Regions from separate parts of the Cricetulus griseus genome. Here region 2 is linked to region 1. Evidence: chromatin contacts called from public Micro-C data. All regions are on one chromosome and are shown on one strand. Each heading gives the region's core, a stretch centred on a gene start, on an enhancer-like site or on the middle of the called end of the contact. The rest is flanking DNA. Distances are from core to core; before and after follow the strand shown.

Region 1 (2,963 bases), core at 210-2,709:
GATTGTACTTGGGCTAACTATCCCAGGGCTAACTATCAAACCTTTGCACACTTATGGCCACCGCTACCCCTATGATTGCTGTAAGCCATGGTGACTTCGGAAGGTACACTTTAAGTTTGTCAACAGCAGAGCGCCCTCTGGTGCCCTGGTTTACTCGCTGCCCCGAATGAGAGTCGGTTTGGGCGAGGTTGTAAGTTTGGAATAAGCTAGAGGTGAGTTCAAAGCGGATCCCAGGTGGGTAGCTTTAAGCGAGAGTGAAAGAAGTGAGTTCTTAGGATTGAACCCGTCTTGGGGGAGGGGCGCTCTGCCTGCAGCCCCGTTTCCGTCCTTGACTTTGTCATGTTATCTGGAGCCACCAGCGGGCATCCCCTACCCCCACATAAAAGTTAATGGAGGAAAGGAAAGACGCTGGCTGAACGCCAAGAACTGTTTTCTCCTGGGTCTGGACATTTCTTCTGGTCTGCGTTCCCTGCCCTGGAGTAGAGGGGAGGGCTGCTTTTCTAGTCTTGCTTTGTTTTCCAGGCCAGAGCTTAAAAGCCAGGAGTGGGGAAAGTGATCCTGGACTGCCTATAATCCCGGATCTCAACGCTAGCTCTTAGCTCTCCTCTTCCTCTCAGAGACCCTAGCACCAGTCCTAGCCTTGATTATGTGGAGATTTTTCAATAACCTTACTTGGGTTCGACATTTCTTCATTTTAGGATCCCCCAACACACACCGCCACCACCACCAAAGAGTAGACGTGGGTGAGCACAGAACGGAAAAGAGTCTGGGCCGGATCCTAGATGGGAGCTCCTATAGAGGCCCAGGCTCGTTTTAGGTATTTAAATCCAAGGAGTGGGGGGACATGCATTTTTTCTAAAATTTTCTCAAGGTCATTTTCCAGAATTATAAAATAATCCCATCCCCTGAGAAAATGAGGTAACATAGATTGGTTCTCCTCATATAAAGATATACACACGAAGAAAAGGGGGGAAAAGGACACACATACACACACACACACACACACACACACACACACACCTATTGGTAGGCTACATGAAATCTTTATACCACCTGCTACAGAAATCCCTTCCCCACACCCAATCCCTTTCCTATTCCCTCCCATTCACATCCCCTAGGGCTTCCTGGTTTACATTAGAAACTAGGAACACCTCCTCCCAACTTCCTTCCCTCCTTGTCAATAACATTAGCAGGAACAAAGAGGGAATGCTGCCTCCACGTAGTCTCCCAAATGGGCACCAGCTCTATCGGGCACCAAGCCACCTCAAGCTATCTATTACATTACTACATCTCCCAGCAGGCAAAGTAGCCTGAGCACAAGGCATGCTGGGATTTGTAGTCTCCACCTGCCATGAGTGGGGGCTTAGTTTACTATCACTGGAACCCCAGGCCATGTGCCATCCTTCTGCCTCTTATTCACCGAGGCATTGAAGGAATGATTTTCTTGTACTGAGTGTAGGAAGGTCCCAGCCTCTTCAAGCATTCCTTCTGACTTTGAGTCACTTGCAGTCATCCTGCCTGCACCTAGAGACTGACATCATTAGGGTTTACACATCATTTTAAGACTCCCTATGACTAAACTCTCTGACACCTCGTCATGCATCTCAATCCAGAATCACCTATAATACCAGTATCAAAAAACAAAAACAAAAACAAAAAAGCTAGACGGTAGCAGCACTCCGGAGGCAGAGCATGTGGATCTCTGTGAGTTGGAGGCCAGCCTCATCTACAAAGCAAGTTCTAGGACAGCCAGGACTACACAGAAAAATCCACAAAGAAAAAAATATCACCTCTTAAGCCAGGCTTGGTAGTGGAGGTTTTCTATCCCAGCACTCAGGAGGTAGAGGCAGAGGCAGATTGTTCTCTGTGAGTTCAAGGCCAGCCAGGTCTACAAAGTGAGTTCCAGGCCAGCCAGGACTACACAGTGATACCCTGTTTTAATTTTTTTCTGCCTTAATTTTAAAAAATTAAAAATTTTGTCTATCTCTCATCTCTCACACTGAAAACCCACCCATGTCTCACCAAAGAGTAGGAAAGAGTACCCCCACACTCCCTTTTACTAAAGGCAAGCAATGTAGACCGAACAAGAAATAGTCAGGAAACAGTCTCAACTCCTGGGTAACAAATGCCTGCCTCACTCCTATACCCCTGACTCCCCGCCCCCCATCCCACCCCAATCCCCAAAGACAGAGCTAGTTGGTCTCCCTGACCTTTAGTTTTCTAGACAAAGGTCTTTGCCAACTGAGCTCAAAAAAACTGCAGGCTTTTCCTGCCTGCCAACTTCCATTGCTGCAGCGTCGGGGAGCAATCCCAGGGAGGGAAAGTCTATGCCTGGACTTTCCCTGGTAAGGTGCCTGGGAAATGTAACCCCCTTCATGGTGGGCTTCCTCTGGAATGATGGCTTTTACTGGAGACACCATCTTCTGGGTGGAAGGTTGGGGGGGGGGGTTAGAAAAACAAGTTGGCCTGAGTCCCTGAACAATGTCCTGTAGGCTGGTTCTGAACATCACTGTTAGCTTTTCCCCTCCGTTAGTGGATTTCTCTTTTCCACCCCCATTTCCAAGTCAGGCTTCCCTCATGACTCACAGCCTTGGAGTGCTGCCTTGGGCCCACCCAGTCTGTGTTGCTACAACAGCCACCAACACAATCCAAAAGCACCTCCCCTTACTCTGGGCACCCGGGTCAGGTACCTTGGTCTAACCCCTATTGCCCTGGCAGAGTGATTAGGGCCATGGAGGGGCCTTGTAGAGAGCAAGAAGGGAGGGGTCTGATTGTTCCGTTTTCCCGTTTTTATTAAACAAAACCACCACTCCCAACAGGCTTGGATTCCAGAGTTACCTTTAATGACCAGGTCCAAACAAAAGCATGCACAGCTCCTCCAGCCCCTGCCAAACACACACAGCTTCCCAAGCCAGGAAGGCACTGGTTCAAGATGGATGTAGAGAGGCCCCCAGGGAGGTTCC
Region 2 (2,963 bases), core at 234-2,733, 87 kb after region 1:
GGACTCAACTCCTGCACAACCCCTCCTACATTTCTCTGTGTAGCCCTGGCTGTCCTGGAACTCGCTCTGTAGACCAGGCTGGCCTTGAACTCAAAGAGATCCTTAGGCCTCTGCTTCCTGAATGCTGGGATCAAAGGTGTGCCCCGCCACCACCTGGCTTGTTTTCTTTTTTTAAATAGGGTCTCACTATATAGCCTAAGCTGGCCTCACACTCACAATTCTCCTGCTTCAGCTTCTCAAATGTTAGGGTTACAGGCAAGGAATACCATGCACAGCTGGTTTGTGTTTTGCGTGTGAGGGTGTTTCTGTGGCCTTGATTCCTGTCTTTAGAGCGTTGGACTGGACCCCATCCAGGAATTGCTAGAGCACACTCTCTCCCGACTTTGTCCCTTTACTGTGTCACTGTGCCAATGCTTTGGTAGGATGCTAAGTACACTAAAGCAGCTTTTCCAAAGGTGGCGTAGCAGTGTGGAGGTGTGCACTGTTTGCTCTCCTTAATGTGCTGGGTGATCCTTCATGCTCTATATGAAGAAATGGCTCAGGAATCAGAGAGCTAGAGGCTGGGCTGTCACTATGACCTCAAACGTGGGTTCCCAGATTGAGCAAATAAGAATACAAAGAGAGGTCTAGCGACATGAGTCGGTGTGTTAAAGCATTTGCCACCACACCTGATGACTTGAGTTTAGTCCCTTGGAACCACACGGTGGAAGGGGAGAGCCAACTTTGTAAGTTGTCCTCTGACCTCCACGTGTCCACTCTTGTACTTACAGACATACACATACACTCAAGATAAGCAACTATAATTTTTTGTGTGACTATTTCTCAAATGTGCCTGAAATGCAGCAGCCACACAACAAGCCAGGCAGCCTGGTTTCGCTGGCAACTCTGCCTCAGACTCCTCCTTTCAGGGCTCCATTTACTCCTCTATGTTGCCATTCTCCTTTGAGGGAAGAGTCAGTCCTGGCGTTGGCTGTAGATGACCCACACAAACACCCCCACCATACACCCTGAAAGGCTTACACACTCACTGGCCCTGCCTCAGAAACCCCTAGATGAGGTGATAGGTGGTCTCTGGGCTCCACAGAGCTTTGCACAGCCCAGACCCTGAGGGGCCTCTTGCCAGTGCCCTCCTTTCTCTCCTGGCTCCATTGCAAGTGTCTAAGAGTCTCCTGTGGTTGTGCCCAGTTACGGGAAAGAACTGAGGTATGTTAGGGGGAGGCTGTGGCTGACATTAGCCCTCCCTCCAAAGCTGCCTTAGGAGGCCTGTCAGTAGGTCAGTAGAAGCTGCTGTCTCTGAGCTGGCTCTCCTGGCTCCTCTTCTCCCAGCCTGTGGTTTGTTTACTGGGAGCCTGGGAGGTTGGGAGGGCTGTGCACTTTCAGCCACTGGCTTGGCACCCTCCCCTCAGGTTATCAGCCAGGTCTCCCAGCACACTTCCTCAGCTGCTCCAGTGAGGGAATGTCTGTAACCAGCCCCGGCGGCAGTGACTCACTTTTTCTTGCCCTCTTGGCCTCCGTGCTTTGTGCTTTCCTGTTCTCATCTGTGTCTCCTGAGCTCAGGACTTGAAGGAAGAGCGACAACCCCTCTGTAATTGCAGCCTGTGTTAAAGGTGCTTCCCATTCTGGGCAGGGGAGGAGCAGTACAGGTTAGTGTGAGGAGAGTGCCGGCCTTAGGTCTCACTTCCAACAGGAGCTGATGCAGTTGGGATGCCATGTTTTGTTACCAGGTGAATGCCTTCATCCTCGGGCTCTCTGAACATGGCTGTGTCTCATGTGGAGAGAGAGAAGATGATAACCAGGTGGCAAAGTTACTGTGAGAACACAGGAAATAATGCACGTACCAGGTGGCTCTACACAACCCTGACATACCATAATAGACAATGGCTGAAAAGTAGGATGCTCTGTAGAGAGAGACCTGACTGGCGTGCCCTACAAACAAACTTCACAAACAAACTTTTTCAGCTGGTTAGAGAATGGGGAGCCCATAAAGGAGGCAAGTGCTGCCATCTGGATGCCCTTTAGATACAGTCTGCAAGGATCGGGCTTGAGGTAGATGCCTCGCTTTCATTTGTCTGTGTGGCAGTTTAAGTATTGAGCAAGAGGGGAAGCAGAGGAGGCCTTCTCATGCAATTTTCAGAATCCTGGCTTTGGAGGGATGGGTGGTGCCACATTTGAGACGTGGCACCACCACTTAAAAGTTTAATTGGTGCTCGTGCGCCCTCTACTGACCCAATGCAGAAGCGCACAAAGGGCTGCAGGGACCTCAGCATTGTTGCCCTCTGGTGAGGGGTGGGAAGGGTCCTTGCCAAAATGGATAGTGCTGTTCTGGTTTCCAGCACCAGATGCCAGCATCTTCACACCTTTCTTGTCACCCCTGGTGTTCCCCTGATAAATAAGCTCTACGGGGTTTTTGGTGGGATGGAGAAGAAAAACGTTTAATCTGATTTGATTTGATAACATAAACCACTGGTCTGACTGTCTAAAGCCAGTGACATTTGAGAACGTAATTTCTGTCTGCTGGGTTGTGTCTCCCCACCTACCCTGTAAAGTGTACTTGGCATTCATACCCACCATAATCAGACACAGAGTGGGGATCTGGCTATAACTGGCCATCAGAATGAGGCATAAAGAATGAAGCCTGGGACAAGGACCCCTTCTGTAGAGTCCATATGTGTGTCCATGCTCACACCTGTGTGCTCCCAGGTGGGCTGAATGGGGAGACAGAATGGGGAACAGGCATTCGGAATGGAGTGACACTGCAATAAAAATCCTGGGGAGATAGTCCCAGGCTGACAGCACCGCCTGATACCAAGCCATCAGAGAGATGTGTGTTCATCCCCAAAGTGTGAAGGCAGAGCCAGAAAAGCAGCTGCCCCAGCCTCTTCTAAAACTGCCTCCCTCCATCACCCTCCACCAGGAAGGGAAAAGGCCCCACAACCCCTTCCTCCTTCAGCCAACCCCAGAAA

Evidence for each region. A called contact is a pair of places that touch in the nucleus more often than the background predicts.
Region 2: a Micro-C map of the CHO-K1 cell line shows a contact between it and region 1, with 2.2 times the contacts expected there. The contact joins two enhancer-like sites. A contact is called at or near these places in 2 of 8 Hi-C or Micro-C datasets (both in the CHO-K1 cell line).

What each region holds. Positions count from the first base shown.
Region 1 is chr7:114,009,517-114,012,479 of CriGri-PICRH-1.0, forward strand. All of the region lies in intron 1 of Cavin1 (caveolae-associated protein 1), which reads right to left. Among named protein-coding and RNA genes, the nearest start is that of Cavin1, 9.2 kb to the right of the region's middle. Within about 2 kb of position 1,460, at least 3 of the 6 cell types and tissues checked have open chromatin away from gene starts, as enhancers often do. A contact at or near this core is called in the CHO-K1 cell line, where this site is marked.
Region 2 is chr7:114,096,243-114,099,205 of CriGri-PICRH-1.0, forward strand. All of the region lies in intron 20 of Atp6v0a1 (V-type proton ATPase 116 kDa subunit a1), which reads left to right. Among named protein-coding and RNA genes, the nearest start is that of Naglu, 15 kb to the right of the region's middle. Within about 2 kb of position 1,484, at least 1 of the 6 cell types and tissues checked has open chromatin away from gene starts, as enhancers often do. A contact at or near this core is called in the CHO-K1 cell line, where this site is marked.